Linked DNA regions of Mus musculus: region 2 is linked to region 1. The links are chromatin contacts, called in public HiChIP or PLAC-seq maps. All regions are on one chromosome and are shown on one strand. Each heading gives the region's core, a stretch centred on a gene start, on an enhancer-like site or on the middle of the called end of the contact. The rest is flanking DNA. Distances are from core to core; before and after follow the strand shown.

Evidence for each region. HiChIP or PLAC-seq counts read pairs in DNA pulled down with a chosen protein or histone mark.
Region 2: a contact with region 1 is called in an H3K27ac HiChIP or PLAC-seq map of embryonic stem cells, with 2.5 times the contacts expected there. The contact joins two enhancer-like sites. A contact is called at or near these places in 1 of 115 datasets of contacts at active chromatin or transcription factors (embryonic stem cells) and 1 of 9 other capture datasets (embryonic stem cells).

Annotation. Positions count from the first base shown.
Region 1 is chr9:12,943,476-12,949,234 of GRCm38.p6, reverse strand. No RefSeq gene overlaps it. Among named protein-coding and RNA genes, the nearest start is that of 4930568E12Rik, 160 kb to the left of the region's middle. Within about 2 kb of position 2,919, at least 9 of the 459 cell types and tissues checked have an H3K27ac peak or open chromatin away from gene starts, as enhancers often do. A contact at or near this core is called in embryonic stem cells, where this site is marked.
Region 2 is chr9:13,696,574-13,702,332 of GRCm38.p6, reverse strand. It overlaps Maml2 (mastermind like transcriptional coactivator 2), which reads right to left. Exons shown (of 5, transcript NM_001013813.3): 3 at 4,956-5,159; 4 at 1-89. Among named protein-coding and RNA genes, the nearest start is that of Mtmr2, 50 kb to the left of the region's middle. RefSeq lists an enhancer at 1,573-4,363. Within about 2 kb of position 2,787, at least 42 of the 459 cell types and tissues checked have an H3K27ac peak or open chromatin away from gene starts, as enhancers often do. A contact at or near this core is called in embryonic stem cells, where this site is marked.

The sequences.
Region 1 (5,759 bases), core at 1,670-4,169:
AGTGTTCATCACCATACATTGCACTGCATGAGCATTTTATATGTGACTATTAGTTTTGCTAAGGATGGTACTGGTAGTGAGGATGAAAGTATAGTCCTTATATCAGTGTCTTGTGTGGACTTACCTTATTTTCTACTCTCTAGAAAAGATAGTGGCTTTCTTCCTGAAAGAAAGTAAAATGATAGAAATAAAATAAAATGTCTAGAATTAGTTATTCTTGACTATAATATGTGTTCTGTACTTCTAAGATTGCTGTTTCTACTCTTTACTCTGCTTGTTGAAAACACCCTTACATTTATTCCTGCTTCATCAAATGCTAACCTCTCATTAAGGCATCTTTTGTGGAAAACATTTCTGTTCTACAAAATAGTAATTTTCTCCTTCATTCATACATGGTTTGTTATTTAGATATTTCTGATGCTATTAAGCTGTAAGCTTTAGAATGATTCGACTATACCATTTTTCTCTGTGCATTGTGTAGACATTGGGATTGTTGAATAGCAATGATGCAATAGGATTGATAGAAAGAACAGCTTGAATCTCTCTCTAGGTGAAAAAGACATAGCTTGTGCATTGGACTCCTGCTACTGCTCTAAGCATTTGGAGTTTGGAGGGTGGTGGTTGATGGCATTCTCTACTCAGTTGTCACTGAGACTGCATCGTCAAGTCATCAAGTCACATGGAGAGCAAGTGAGAACAAGGAAGATGGAGGGAGATGAATATGCCCAAATCTAGGTAGATTTAGATTCTGTCTGAAGTTTGACACTCTAAACCAATTTTCCTTAGCTATCTTTATCCTATTTTCTCAGTTAAGGGAAAAATACTTATTTTACTTATTAGAATCCAGTAATAGATGAAAAGAGATTAAACCTGAAGCAAGTTATTCAAATCCTTGCACCTAAGACAAGATTCTGTCCACCTTATTGCTTTAGAAATGTCTAGATACAATTTATTACTCAAAGGGTTGATTTGCATCTATCATATAGAGAGCATAATCAAAAGCTGTACAGTATTTTATCAATATAGGTCACTTGATAATTGAAAAAAATGACCACATGTACCAATGAAGAGTGGGGCTGGTAGCAAATGCAGTATTCACAGACATAAAGATATCAGTGAGTGGAGATTCATTCACCTCTTGATAATTCCAGCTACAGAACCAGATGTGAGTGAGATTAAGGTACCAACCTTGTGACAGGGTTCTTTTAACTTGCACATTCTGGGTTTTCAAATGGCACTAAATCGCTTTGAGCCTTCCAGCTCTTTGGTAGCTCTGTGAAATGAATGATTGGGTAAGTAGACTGAGCTCCTACTGGTAATGTTTTCAAAGGAGTAGAAGTGTCTGAATTGTGACTTCATTTTGCAGGTTAGTATACCAATTTTTTTTGAGGGGGTGAGGACAAATCCTCAAGAGCATAGGGGAAGTGAATGTCATGTTATGAACTTACTTTGGCCTGAAGGTTGTCTTCTCCTAACAAAATACTGGAATTGAACTGTGGAATGCATTAACTATTAATGCGCATTTGTACTCCAAAGCAGCTTAGCAATATATATACCTTGGGTCTTTCTCTATGGTTATGCTCTCTATTGTTATGCACTAGGAATCCTGGGACAATTCTGTTTACAACTTGTTTACACTTCTGTTCCCCATCTGTTACCAGAATATTCCTTAGGTTCAAGTTTTGTTTTCTAATCCTGTGGTAGGATCAAACCTTAGCCAGGCAGTGAGTTTTCCACTCTAATCAGTCCTAATTAAAAAAGTTATTATCCTTTCCCTAAATTATTTTAATTTTATTTTTCCTTGTCCAGGAAGCTATTGTAGGTCCTAATTAGCTTGAAAATCAGAGGGATTTGCTGAAGGTCCTTAGCATCTCTGCTCACTATGCTGCTTTCATTTCCAGCATACACTTAAAAAAGGAACCTATTCCTTCAAATGGACGTGCTTTCCCCAGGCCTCTGCTCTCTCAGTCTCTCTCTCTCTCTCTCTCTCTCGCTCTCTCTCTCTCTCTCTCTCTCTCTCTCTCTCTCTCTCTCTCTTTCTGTATGTGTCTGTCTTTCTCAATTGTTTCTTTTAGAGCTGAGTGTATTCACAAGGGACTGGGAAGATGTCTCAGGAGTTAAGGGTGCTCACTGCACTATCTAAGCACCAAGTTCAATTCATAGCATCCAGTTGGGCTGACAACTGCCTATTACTCCTGGTCTGAGCATTCAACACTCTTTTGTAGCCCTTCTCCCCACATATACCCCACCTCCACTACACACACCACACACACCACACATATATATACAAACCGTATCAATTCCTTCACACACACTTACACAACACACCACAAACACATACAACACACATATATTACAAGAATATATTTAAAAATCTATTCATACACTACTCAATTATGAGCCCTTCTATCTTTAGAATTCTTCCTCCTATACCAAAACATCTCACTTACTTTCTCTGATGATGACCTTCTCCAGAATCTCCCCTTTAGAGTTTCATTAAAACAAACAAACAAACAAGAAACCTTAACATCAATAAGACCGACACACATACATAAATGCACAGGCACAGGCATACATCTGAACATTGAACACTTAGCAGACCCTTTATACTCATTTTACTTATAATTTAATTGAGAAAGACAAGGGATATTCCCTTATTTGTTCACTTTCTTATGCCTGTCTCATTCCTAGGGCTGATCACCAAGGTCCAACTATCAAACATCAAAGTCCAGCAACTAAAACTCCCAATTTGGCTATTTTAATTAAAATACCCAGTCAGAACTTACCAACTCCGAACCTTTTTTCCCTCTTAAAATGAACTCTTGCAAAGCTATTTGCTGTGCTTTCTGCCCAATTCAGATTCAGCTACATTGTGTCCTTGCTTTGCTTAATAAAGGATCTCTTTGTGCTTGGAAACTGGTGTTTGAGTGTGGTCTGTGCCTAGTCTGGGGTCCAGAGTGGAGGCCCTGCAGGGTGCTGGTCTGGTCCCTTCAGTAGCCATTTTGAGGTAATTAAACCACCTTTCATTGGGGGAAAAGGAGGCTTATTGTATAATACTCCTATGCCTATGCTGAGGATGTGGCTCAGTGGAGGAATTGTACTTGGCACAGAAGGAAAAGGAACTGAGTTCAAATTTCCAGCACCAATATAAAAGCATGTCATAGCCAAGGGTACAGAGGGAGCAGAAATAGTCGGATCCCAGGAGTTCTCTCTGGCCAGTAAGCCTGCCTAAACAGTCAGCTTCAGGTTCAGCAAGAGATCATGTGGAAGGTCATAGAGAAAGACACGCCTCCTCTGGTATCCACATGTGTACTAATGAGTTTGTGTGCCTGTACACACACACACACACACACACACACATGCAGTATATGTTGTGTACTTGCACAATAAGAGTAGATATTCTCCATTAATCGGACAGAATTTAAAGTAATAGAATATGGCTCTCACACACTTAAATTAATTGCATCCATTCTTGATCTAGGAAAAACTGAGATGTAATCTTTGTCTTGTACTCAATGGCCACTTAGCAGTGTGAGCTGAGCAGACGCTGTTTGGAAGCAGGAAGCAGTAACAGTAAGATACAACAGAGAACCACCCACCTGCCAGTCTAGCCCTTTCTCTCAAGTTCTTGGCTTTTCAGTGTTTAATTCAAGCTCTTTCATTCTGAGCATAAAGGGGGTGATTGTATAAAAGGAAATGCTATGCAAAGAAAATAGTTAAAGAATTCATATACTTTTCCCCCTTTACATCTCCCTCTCTCCTTGTTCGTGTATGTGTAAAGGCAATTGTCCTGATAAATTAGATAAATCCTTCAATCAGGTGGCCGGCCATGCTCTCTTAGACATTAGCACAGGATTCCAAACATCCCTCTAGATGCTTCTACTTATTTTCACTTAAAGGTTAAAAAAAAAAAAATCACATTACTTAGATGCTTCTCTCCTTATCATGAATCACAGGGTGCTTGAACCTGCCACTTGTCCCTATGATTAATGATGGGCTTAACTACTCTGCTCCCCCACTCTGCAGCTGGCAGATGGAGTGCTGAAGGTATGACCCAGCTACATTGTTATTTACGTTCAAAGAAATCGTGTGACCGTTTGTGGCTTTCTCATTTGATTCAAATACCCTAAAGACAAAGAAGAATTCTGGAAAATTTATCTTTGCTTCCTCTTTTGTCTCTACTGCCCTCTAAATTTTTAAACCAATACCCTTGGGATCTGAGCTCCAGGCTAAGGGTGATCTTGAGGTCTGAAACTTCATTCTAAAGGGACCACAATTGTGACTTAGAAAACCAAAGCTTTTAGAGAGGCAATTAGCATAGAACCTTGTATTTGAGAAGTGTGTTCACTGGAATTGTCACTATTTTAAGCCCCTGTACTGTACAGTAAGTGTGTGTATTTGTGATTCGCCCACAAAATTTTATCATTTTTATTAGATATTTTCTTTATTTACATTTCAAATGCTATCCTGAAAGTTCCCTATACCCTCCCCCTGCCCTGCTCCCCTACCCACACACTCCCACTTCTTGGCCTTGGCATTCCCCTGTACTGGGGCATATAAAGTTTGCAAGACCTAGGGGCCTCTCTTCCCAATGATGGCCAACTAGGCCATCTTCTGCTACATATATAGCTAGAGACACGAGTTCTGGGGGTACTAGTTAGTTCATATTGTTGTTCCACGATAGGGTTGGAGACCCCTTCAGCTCCTTGGTTATTTTCTCTAGCTCCTCCATTGGGGGCCCTGTGTTCCATCCTATCTGTGTTCCATCCTATCTGACTGTGAGTATCCACTTCTATATTTAAAAGGGACTGGCATAAACTCACAGGAGACAGCATTATAAGGGTCCTTTCAGCAAAATCTTGCTGACATATACAATATTGTCTGGGTTTGGTGGCTGATTACGGAATGGATCCCAAGGTGGGGTAGTCTCAGGATAGTCCATCCTTTTGTCTTACTTCCAAACTTTGTCTCTGTAACTCCTTCCATGGGTATTTTGTTCCCTATTCTAAGGAGGAATGAAGTATCCACACATTGTTTTTCCTTCTTCTTGATTTTCTTTTATTTTGCAAATTATATCTTGGGTATTCTAAGTTTCTGGGCTAATATCCACTTATCAGTGAGCATATATCAAGTGACTTCTTTTGTGATTGGATTACCTCACTGAGGATGATATAAATACATCCATTCGCCCAAGAATTTCATAAATTCATTGTTTTTAATAGCTGAGGAGTACTTCATTGTGTAAATGTATCACATTTTCTGTATCCATTCCTCTGTTGAGGGACATCTGGGTTCTTTCCAGCTTCTGGCTATTATAAACAAGGCTGCTATGAACATGTGTCCTTATTACCAGTAGGAACATCTTCTGGGTATATGCCCAGGAGAGATATTGCCAGATCTTCGGGTAGTATTATGTCCAATTTTCTGTGGAAACTCCAGACTGACTTCCAGAGTGGTTGTACAAGCTTGCAATCCCACCAGCAATGGAGGAGTGTTCCTCTTTTTAACATCCTTGCTAGCATCTGCTGTCACCTGAATTTTTGATCTTAGCCATTCTGACTGGTGTAAGGTGGAATCTCAGTGTTGTTTTGATTTGCATTTCCCTGATGATTAAGGATGTTGAACATTTTTTTCAGGTGCTTCTCTACCATTCGGTATTCCTCAGGTGAGAATTCTTTCATTAGCTCTATATCCCAATTTTTGATGGGGTTATTTGAATTTCTGGAGTCCAGCTTATTGAGCTCTTTGTATATATTGGA
Region 2 (5,759 bases), core at 1,538-4,037, 750 kb before region 1:
AGGGTGCCCGTATTTCTTCTTTGGTCTTTGTAGTCTGGGGGCGGCCTTGTCAGATGTCTGTTCATCTGATCCTGAGGGGAAAGTTTCTCCTTGAAAACACAAATGAAAACATATTGAATTGGATGAACACTTTTACACTAAAAACAATCTGCATGATAGTCAAAAAGGTACAAGTATAAGAATGACTTTTTGTAAGCACAGCGGTGTATACCCGAAATCCGCGAGCTCGGGAGTAGCGGCAGGAAGACCACAAGCTTGAAGCAAGCACAGCCTATGTAATGAGGACTCGGTTGGAGGAGCTGGGAGACTTCACTGTGCGGGTTTCGGGTTAAGTGGTAGTGTAAACTCAGAGGCAGGACTTTCGGTCTGAATCACTTCCTGTATGGAGCTGTCCTTTCTGCTCCTCCATACACTTCCGCCTGCTTTGTGTCTACTGAGCATGCTCCTTTCCGTCATTTGCTAATTAGATTCAATGATAACAAATGTCTGTGGGTTTGTTCTGTGTTGTAGTGTGTCTGATGAGCTTTCTTGTCTGTTGACTATGGAAAATAGTTGGCCAGCCAGATACAACAGAGAGCACCTGAGCTGTCAGTAACTTGGTCTGGCAGCCCCACCAACTCTCCACGGAAGAGGTTTCAAGAGACTTGCTAACCTTTCAGGCACCATAGGCACAGGACTTCTCTTCTACCTTCCCTTAGCAAATGTTTGAAGGTAATGGTGACTATTATCATTTAAAAGAGGACATGGCCAGTTTCATTAGGCTAAGTAACTTGCCCAGGGTCACACAGAAATACTACAGATACAACAAATTCCAGAGTTGGGAACTCAGAATCTTTCATGCCACTCAATAAAAGACCTTCTCAATGTCCTGTTGGAAAAGCACAGAATGTCCCAGAACCAGCTATCTTTAGATTTTTCCTAATAAGTGAATTTGGACATCCGTTTGCCATAGCCAACACCTTGTCCACCTTCAGGTCACTGACCCCCAGTGCTCTCATTATTCACAGCAGCAAGGGGGCAGTGAGGAGCCTCAGCTGTCTCAGGAGGGCTGTGAAAACGACCCTATCATAAGACTTGGGCGTGGGTGACCTTGGTAAGTGGATTCTTTTTCTAGATTGATGGGAGAAGTGGCCATGCCCATTAGCAGGAGAGGACATCATCTAGGGCTTGGAGGTCACATATTTACCTTGTTTGCTTTTAGAAAATATCATGAAGTGGCCTATTTGGTCTTAGTTTATCATGATATCAGAATAAGCCCGTCTGTCTGAGGTTGGTGTGCATTGAGGCTTTATGTTATATAGGAAACAAGATGGCTCAGCTGTGCGCTTGCTATCAGCTTAGGACAGAAATGCTTGCTTCTTTTCTTCCTTACTGTGCATTTGGGAACTTTTTGGAATTGCTTCAGTGCAGTTCTGTATACACTATAAAGCAATATCCGTTTCTAAAGATAAGAATAATTGGCGTAGGTAGAGACATAAGACTGAAATTAGAGGAAAGTCAATAAATACAGAGAAACCTGTAACAGACAGATGAGGCAGGCCATCAGCCAGAGCCAGTACTGCATCTGCACCACCCAAACTCACAGCTTCCACTCAGCTCTGAATTCTTAGTGGAGTGTGTGTGCTCGGAGGGGGCAGGGAAGGGCCTTAAAATAACAGCAAACCAATTTTATTTCTTGTTTCTAAGAAAAAAAGAAACTTAAAAGACTCATAGAGTGTTTTTGAACACCAAGTAATTCATATAAAACATAATTTCGATGAGCTAAGTGTAAATGAATCAGAAACATATGGATTACATTTCTTTTAAACACAGTTTTACAAATTAAGGGAAAAAGTGGTCAGTGTGGAGTGGTTTTGTCTAAACCCTAACTGTTTAAGGAAGAACCTGGTGCCCTCCACCAACCCAGTATGGCTATGAGCAAGCAACCCTGTTGTTAACATGTGTGTAACGTGAAAGTTTCGATGTTTAAGCCAAGAACGGGATCTTATGAAATCCCTTTTCTAAGAAGCAGTTGTGTGTGTGTGTGTGTAAGTGCATGCGCGTACAATTAGTTCCTTGATTCCCAATCACACACTAGATTTCAAATCCAGATTGACTTAATGTATCATAAGCAATTGGCCTTTTCTTCTCCAACTGATGAGCTAATCTGCTGAAAGCTTTAACATATACACCTCTGGAAACCTTAAAACTCTATGTTTTACCATACCTATGTATACAGCACAGACTTGCCATGCTACAAGGCCAGAGAGGTTCGGATGCCAACACTGAACAGAAGCTACAGTGAGGCTCCCGTCTAAACTCACACCTACTACTGAAATCACCTCTGTGCCAAATGACAAGAGCTTTTCATCATAGCCCAGTGTCTCTTGCTACAGTGGTTTCGTCTTGTCCTCAGTCATAAAAGTGTAAGATTTAGGAGGCTCTAGGATCTCTTTCAGAGTCCTGTAGAAGGATGAATCCTTTTGTTCTGTAAAACCTCAGCATGGCGCCTGGCACACAGTAGGTTTATAATGCGTGTTTGTAATGATGATGATCACTAGAGGAACTGCAACTGGTCTCACTTTTTTTTTTGCTTCACTGGTGAGAGAATGGTAGAGAGAGACTAACGAACTTTTATGAGAAAACGCCTCTATACGGTGCCTGTCCGGCCTTGCCAAGGCCTTGAATGACTACAAAGCATATGCTAATGTAAAGGGGCGTCAAAGGCTGCTTCTTCCTGGATATGCTAAAAAGCATAGGCGCCCTCAAAGGCATCCAGACAAAGAGAAGTGGGATGCTTTGTAAGGACCACAGAAAGTGCAGCTCCGTTCTCATTCAACCCACCACTGCCCCTTGCACCTGTCCAGGGAGACTCAACAGGGAAGCCAGTGGGAGTCAGGCCAGCACCATCGCCGGCTCCCAAGAATGTGTGTGTCACTTTTAATCAGGGAAGCAGAAAACCCGAAAACACCATCGTGTAAAACTGATCAAATTTGCAGTATCGATGGGAATGATTAAAGTCTTGCCAGTAAGTCAGTTGGAAATGACACTCTCTCCTCTTCATCCTTGTTTCTAGGCTATTCAGGTTATAAAGATCAAAGGGAGGCGGGAGGAACAGGTTTGAACACAGATTTCAGACCCTGTAGTTTAAGGGCTCACTTCCACATGCAATTCTTTAAAGACTCCTGTACTTGCTACATTGTTACTAGTTCGAACTGCAACTAATCAGTAAGTAGAAACCAGGGCTGCCTCCTTTGGTCTTTGGTCTGCCCTCTGCTTAACACTGTGGCTTCCACCATTTCTATCAGAATGCTGTAGTCTTACCAGGTCAAAGTCAAATTTTACCTCATTTTGGGAGATGATTTGCCATATTTTCAAACTGGAGCTGGACATACCTAATAGCCTCTGTCTTTAGTTGGATACAAATCTGAACACAGTGTTTCTTTTTTTTGAAAAGCAGTTGCTTTTTAGACGGTGTAATTTTGCAGGCTTCTTCTCTGGCCTCCATGTCATGCTTCTCCATCCGTGACCATACTCTATGCCTTGACAGTATGTGTGTCCTTTGTGTACCTGTGTCTTGAGTGTTCTACATCTTTGGATTGGGATGACAACCTCCCCACCCCCTTCCCACTTGCTTTCCCTCCAACTCCCTCTGAACCTTCTGATCCTTGGAGGTTCTTCTCTGCGGCCATTTCTAGCAATTCCTACAGCACAGCATTTAAGCATATGCATTACAATAGCCTATGTATGTGGTGTGTGTGTGTGTGTGTGTGTGTGTGTGTGTGTGTGTGTGAGTGTGTGTGTGAGTGTGTGTGTGAGTGTGTGTGTGTGTGTGTGAGTGTGTGTGTGTGTGTGTGTGAGTGTGTGTGTGTGAGTGTGTGTGTGAGTGTGTGTGTGAGAGTGTGAGTGTGTGTGTGAGTGTGTGTGTGTGTGTGTGAGTGTGTGTGTGTGAGTGTGTGTGTGTGTGTGTGTGTGTGTGTGTGTGTGTGAGATCCATTAGGGCAACGAGAGGGGAAGAGGTTCTTTGGTTTGTAGCTGTATCTTCATGCTCTTTCAGTATTTGCTGAATATTTATGGTGTTTATAACACTTGATAATTAGGGCTGTTTCTAAAAAGTTCCTTGTATATAAAATGACTTAGTTCATCTTCCACATCTAACACTGTTGGGAATCAAACAAAGGACCTCAGGCAGACCAGGCAAACAGTCTATCACTGCGCTGCACCACCTGACCTCACGCTCCCTTTCAGTGTGGGTCTATTTACCCTGAACTGCTAGGCTTTGTCTCTTTTGATTTCACTGGACAGGGCAGGCTGAAGGGAGAGGATGCTGCAGTCTTAGGACATGGAGTTTTGGCTGACGTAGATGCTGATGTCTGAGGATGCAGAGGAGTGTGTACATAAATACGGAACCAAGGCTAAAGCTCTGGTGGTGTTTGGGGAAAACAACCTTGTGGTTCTTAAGGGATCAGGCAAAGATAGTGAAGTGGAAATTCATTTAAAATGTTATTTTGAAAACCATCCCCCATTCTGAGATGCTTTGCTTTGGGGGAAGCCAAATCTTGGTGGTGAAACTCCATGCTGGCCTTTAAAACTTTCCTTTAAAACTCATTTACCTCTAAAAATCAGTTTGGGGTTGGGGGTGATTAAAGTGCAGTTCACTATTTCCACCCCTTGAGGCTGGGAACAACTGAGCTTTCCTTTGCTTGCTTCAGATGCCCTGCTGGCCACAGACATTCCTGAACTGGGCAGGGCTAGCCATGAGGGCTGAGGACTCCATGTGCCTAGCAGATGGTAAATCGGGCTTTCCCCTGCTCCCCTGCACTTTAAATTCATACAGTTCAGTTTCTGTTGTATCCACTACATCCTCCTTGCTGTCACATAAGTAGAGGACTAGAACATGGCAAGAAACAGGACAGAGGACAATTTATCTCTCCGAGGCCAACAAGTGTCTACAGTAGAAGTAGAGAAAGCTTTACCGCATCAGCCAGCATCTGCTGCTGGAGGAGAAGTTGCTGCTTCTGCTCCATGGTTGGTCTCTGCAGGGTCTGTTTCTTCCCCATCATCTGCTGATTCAACAGGGACTGCTGGGAGTTCATGTAACCACTTCCAGTGTTTGGATTTGAGCAGGAGTTGGGACTTGGACTGGGGCCTGTGTTCTGGCCTACCACAGTGTGTTGATCCTGTAGAAGGGAGAGGAGGAGGGGAAGCTACTGTGAATTAAAGAAGACACGGGGAGCACAAAGATGAGAAGCTTAGATTCCAAATATTTTCATCCAGTTGGAGATCAAATTTGGTTAATGACTTGGACATCTGGAGAATAGCTTTTGAAAGCCATTGTTGTGTAACACAGCAAGCAGAGCAGGAAGGTGAACGGTGAGTATCATGGGATAAGCTCCCCCAGCCTCTTAGTAGTCTCCTCATTCCAGAGGTGTTTATGGAACCTCAAAGAAAATATTCAGTGATACCCTCAACTTCTCTGAAGCAAAGGCATCGCAGAGTGACAGCCATTTCTTTTCTCTAGCAAGTGAGTGTGCATTTGTTATTTCTGACCCTACAATGAAAATGGAATTCCCAACCATGTGTTTAAAGTTGAATAGCCATTCTGAACAGAAGACAGGAGGCAGGAGACATTTGTCTACTTACTTAGAGACTCATTAATTTCACAGCAGTTTATGGTAAGGGGACAACCCACTCACTGGCAATGATGAAGAAATAATGTCATATATCAAATAATATTGGACATTTGGAAGTTACCACTCTGATCTGAGGATCTACCAGTT